Regions from separate parts of the Hordeum vulgare genome. Here region 1 is linked to region 2. A link is a contact called in public Hi-C data. All regions are on one chromosome and are shown on one strand. The core of a region is the stretch at or near the end of the contact, and the rest is flanking DNA. Distances in the headings are between cores, read along the strand shown.

Region 1 (2,700 bases), core at 106-2,605, 260 kb before region 2:
TGCTCATTCAGAACCATGAATCCCTCCACGTAGTCCACCTGCTCCGGCATTGAGATCAGGAGCTCTTGGTCCTTGGTGAATGTCTCGAAGCTGTCGTAGAAGGCCCTCACCCATCTCACCTGATCGTCATCAGGAATTCAGGATGGTAAGAAGTAAGAACAATGGAAGTAAAAAAAGAGGGCATGAGGCGATTGGTACGAGCCATGCATTTACCTTTGGAGGAGCTTCTTGGAGGAGAATTCTTGCCCTGGTGATGATGCCAAACTGGCCAAGCCCGCCAAGAACTGCGAAGAAAAGGTCCGGGGTCTTGGTGCGTGAGCATGTCACGATCTCCCCACTCCCTGCAGCCAAGAGCATGGGAAAAGGGGTAAATTACTGCAGAAATTTACAGGTTCAGTGCTCTCTTTCTTTTTCTTACAGATCAAACAGAGAAAGGGTTTATGAGAAGAAGAAATTGACAGTAGGCTGCATGTGCGCGGTGGGCGTGGAGTACTGCATACCTGTGACGACTTGGAGTTGCAGGACGTTGCTGATCTGCGGGCCATGCTTGAACGCCTGGCCGCTGATGCCGGCATTGGACAGCGTCCCGCCCACGGTGAGGTACAGGTAGTCCGTCCAGGACAGCGGCGCCAGGCCGGCCTTCAGGCACTCCTCCAGCACCTCCACCCACAGAGCGCCGGCGCCCACGTCCGCGTACGCGTGCGCGGTGGCCTCGCCGCTCGCCCGCGCCGCCACCACCACCACGGTGCGTGGCAGGGAACGCGTCTCCACCACAATGCCGTCGCGCGCCTGGGCCTGGCCCTGGAGCGAGTGCCCGACGCCGCGCGCGGCCACGGTCGCCCTCGGGTGCGGCGGCGCCGTCGACAGGGCGGTCAGGAGGAGCGCGATGTCGGCGGTGGACTCCGGCCGAAGGACCGCGAAGGGCGCGTCGGAGACGATGGCGCCGAAGTCGCGCGCCGAGGACGGGGTTGGCTCGAGGAGCGCCACCGGTCCGAACACGTCGGTGGGGCTCTGGATGAAGGTCGCCGCGGAGCAGAGGAGCAGGGCTAGGACGGCGGCGTACATGTACAGCGCCTTGAGGTCCATGGTTCTCGGCCAGTCAGCTCCGTGTATCGAGCGTCTAGCCGTCTAGCCCGCGCTTGGACAGGACCAAATGGCGCTCCTCGCTGGACGAGGCCGATGGAAGTGGGAGGCAGTTGAATGTGTTGTCGTCGTGCACCCTCGCTCGCGCTAGCTGTTTGGTGATTGCTGCCTCGGTCGGGGGCGTCTCTGTCTGGATGGATCCTTGGGTTCCCACAAGAACTGTGGATCGATGGAATGGAAAAGGGACGGGAGGGAGGAGGAGCGAGGCGAGACCGCGAGACAGCTCGCGGATATATACAAGCGGAGGGAGAGGAGAGGAGAGGAGAGGAGAGCAGCCGGTCTCTGTCGTCGGTCGTAAGCGGTGCCGTGACGCGGTCGGGCCGCCAGAGAATCTAATGGAAACCCCAAGCTGGGGTACGGCGGATCCACGAGGGCCCGGCCCTGCCTCCCTCCCTCCGTTCCACTCATCGATCGCATTTCTCCCAAGAGGATTGCTAGCTACTACTACTAAACCTTGGGCAAGGAAGCAACTTACTCCACTTAAAAAAGAGCACTCAGCTCGTATTGCTACTGGATTGCAGAAGCGTACGATGTGGTTTGTTCGGTCCATGTCTTTGAAAACAGACCCTGTACATATTTTATAAAACTACAGAAACCCATGTACTTTTTCTATTAAAAGGATCTGTAGAGTATCTATATGTATGCAGCACGGCACGTAGCTGTCAGTCGTCTTCTGGACGATGGCTACGAGAGCACCGATCCACCTCGGTGGTCACTGTGGCTGACGCTTAGACGGCATTACTACTTGCCAGCGACCGTTTTGACCGGCACTGTGGAATGAATGACCCGTCTTGGCTTCGCTCTCTGGCGAGCGACGCCGTGCGGGCAGAAACTTCAACGAGCAAGAGAGCGGGCGACCGTGCGTGTCAGCAGCGGCGCTTCTCCACTGCGGCCTGCCTGGCGCCGGCGCGCACCCCGTGCGTCCGTGGCGTACTTGTGCTCCACACTGCTGGCAGCGACACCCACCTAGTACACCTTACGTGCATGCACTCGCCGCCGGCGTCTGAGGCGAAGTACCAACCCACGCGTCCGATACGGAACGTCACTTGCGTCGCCTGCCGTGAGCATCTCCCAACGCATGCGCTAAATAAGACGCGCGTTGAATAAAACGGGCAAACGGCTCTATAATGAGAACGGACGTTTGGAGCTCGGCCTGCATGAAGACTAGAATTATTTGAACAATTTAAAATTTAATCTTTTGGGTTTTAAAAAAGTCTAAAAATATATACAAGTAAAGAAGGATGTTGTGTATATGTATGTAAAATTTTAGAATGAAATAATTTAAAATACAATCTGATAAATTCATGGTCTGGAACGATACATTGTGTAATGTGTTCAAAAGCCTTAGATTCATCTTTTTTATAGCCCTCATTTCAATGTATTTTTTTCTGAAAATTTACACTTACACACATGTGTGTTACTCCTCGTTTATTTCTGTATTTTTTTAGAATATTTTGAAATATGAAAACATGAATTTTCATGAAATTTGTTTTTCAAATTTAAAAGCCTTTATGGAGGCCAAGCTCCAAACGCAATTTCTGCTATATAAAGCACAAT
Region 2 (2,700 bases), core at 161-2,660:
GAAGTTTGAAAAAAATCTTCCATTTTAAAATTTGTTCATCAATTTTAAAAAGGTTCACGTTTTTAAATTTTGCTGGGAGCTTCAACGAATGTTTCTATTTAAAGAATTGTTCGCAAATTCAAGTGTTCATGTTTCAATTTTTCTTTGGGATTTTCAAAATATGTACTCAAGTTTAAAAAATTGTTCATGCTTTCAAGTTTTGTTTGGAAGTTTAAAAAAATGTCCCAATTTTTTCAAAATATTTCGCATATTCATTTTTTTTGAATTTGAAAAATGTTCACATATCCAAAAAATGTTTTGGAATTTGAAAAATGTTTCGGTTTCGAAAAAACATTCATGTTTTCTATTTTTGGATAAAGGTTCATGTTTTCGAAAAAGTCCTATATTATAAAAAATGCTTGCTTTTTGATTTTTTTTATAAATTTGATTGAGAATATTTCTCCATTTCGAAATATGTTCCAAAATTTAAATATGTTCATGATTTTAAAATTTGTCCCCATTTTGAACTTTTGTTCACAAATTCGAAAAATGTTCGTGTTTATGAAAAAAGTTAAATAAATTCAAAATGTGTTTATCACTTTAGAAAAATGTTCGGGTTTTCGAAAATTGGTCGTAAGGTCAGGAAATTACTCAAATTTTGAAATATTGTCTAGGACTGTTTCGAATAGTGTTAAGTCCACTACTGCTATTTTAACTCTTGCGATGTATTTCTGCTACGAGAATTTTTGGTCGTAGTGTCTAGCAGCAAGCGCACTTGAGTTGGTGACCCGGGTTCGATTCGCAAGAAGCGCGATCAACCTTTTTTTGTGATTTTTCACACGCATTCACGCTGCACATCAATGGGCCACCCAGTCGGGGCGCATCCTATGCCATGGAGCATGTATTTGCCGCAGATGCATGAAATCATTAATTGAGAAGTACATTTTTCAAAGATCACTCCCGCATTTCAGGTTGAAACAAGTGACACGCTGCATGTGTGTCACTTGTCGAAACTTGAGATTTTTTCCTTTTTTTCGTCGATCCGTATTTTTAAAATATTTGATCTTTTAAACCGCGCATCCAAATCTCAAACCATTTTTATTGTTGGATTTTTCATGTTGATATCTTTAAAATTATATTCCATGTTGATAGGTTTGGACGAACCTTTTCTTTTAGAAAGTCACGGACGAAAAAACCGTGCCTCTCACAATAGAAAAAAGGAAACATATTTTTTCTTCATTTTTGAGTGACAGGACCGTGCCTCTAGCGAATAAGAGGCACATAGGAACCCCCAGCCTTAAGGTCTCGCCCCCTCCCTTATTATTGGCTTGCCAAAACGACCCCGAAGGGCCGTGCCGGGCCCACGGGCCAGCCATAAAAGCACGGGCCATATGGCCATGTATGCCATCGAGTCGGCGACAGTCAAATCCCACCCCTGACCCCTCCACGTCTCCATCGTCCTGTTTCTTTCTCCTCTCCCTCACGGCCTCTCCCGAATCCAAACCTCCAAACTGAACCCCTGACAAAATCTCTCCTGCTCCTAAGGTGTCACCGCCGTGCCCTAGAGCTGCCGCCGTGCCGTGCCTAGCGCCGCCACCGACGCTTCAGCCCACACACCCCCTGCTCCTCTCACGCGCGGCGCCGCCACCGCCGTTCCCGTTCTACCTGACGGCCCTGGTGTCTCCCCTCCCGCACGCCGTTCGTCATGTTGGACATTGGTTTCTAAGGTATCAGCCTTTTTTTCTGTCCAGCCCCCACGAATTTTGGGTCGGTCGCGCACCGTCTAGATCCGCCCTAGGTCCGGCAGTTACTCATTAATTCCAGTTATCATCGCTAGGTTTCTAGCAGAGCAACAGGCGAGCCGTGCTGTACTATCTCTAGGGTTTATACCCCGGTTACTTGTTGTCGGGTGCTTATGTTTTTCATGATATAGAGACTATCGTTCTGCAATTGAAGTCCCCGCAAAATATTTAGTGCTGATGTGCCGTTTTGGATTTGCTTGGCAGCTTGGCGTGATTGTCCACATTTCGTCTGCGGAGAAAAAGAATGGAGCACATGGAAATCGAGAGCCACGAGGGGAAAAAGCAAGATGAAGAGGGGCATCATCATAACAATGAGGTGAGAATGGTACAACTCAAGTAGCAATGATATGAAATGAGTAGTCTCAAAATGGGTAACCGCCTGCCTGACCTTTTACAGATGTTCGAACCTTGTAGTTAACACTTCATAATTCCTGTCCTTTTAGAGTGTTACTATCGTCACTATGTTCGTATTCTGGCAGAAATTTGGATTTAGTAACCTTGATATCTAGTGAGTAAATGATTTTAAAAGTTGTGAGGAGTGTTATTCAGTACTGATGATGTATTTGAATTTCATAATATCATTAACCTCTTTATATGTGATACTGCAGTACCGCTGTAGTCTAATTGATTAGGTTTCTTGTGCTTGGGTAACAATAGTTCAAAAGGTAGGATACCCACTATATAGAGCCCACCTTTGACAGTATTACAGTTCATGAAAAAGCGATTAAGGGTAGTTGCTTGGCATTATTTGGTGTAAATTCTCTCCAATTGCCTCTTTATTCCCATGTCACCATGAGCAAGCTGCCCAAATGCCTTTTGGCAGATGCCAAGTACATTTTAAATCAAGGAAAAATGTTTTGTCAACATTACACCAATTAAAGAAATGGCCATGCGGGCTTAGCGTCCTTTCTCTCGTGCA

What was found. Hi-C and Micro-C count contacts between places; a contact is called where the count stands out from the background.
Region 1: a Hi-C map of leaf shows a contact between it and region 2, with 10 times the contacts expected there. The contact joins the promoter of LOC123427277 here to the promoter of LOC123427274 in region 2. A contact is called at or near these places in 3 of 6 Hi-C or Micro-C datasets (leaf and seedling).

What each region holds. Positions count from the first base shown.
Region 1 is chr2H:563,123,553-563,126,252 of MorexV3_pseudomolecules_assembly, reverse strand. It overlaps LOC123427277 (cytokinin dehydrogenase 8-like), which reads right to left and starts at 1,355. Exons shown (of 5, transcript XM_045111284.1): 1 at 501-1,355; 2 at 214-341; 3 at 1-119. The coding sequence starts at 1,086.
Region 2 is chr2H:562,865,350-562,868,049 of MorexV3_pseudomolecules_assembly, reverse strand. LOC123427274 (regulator of nonsense transcripts UPF2-like) reads left to right here and starts at 1,410. Exons shown (of 17, transcript XM_045111282.1): 1 at 1,410-1,706; 2 at 1,986-2,097. The coding sequence starts at 2,026.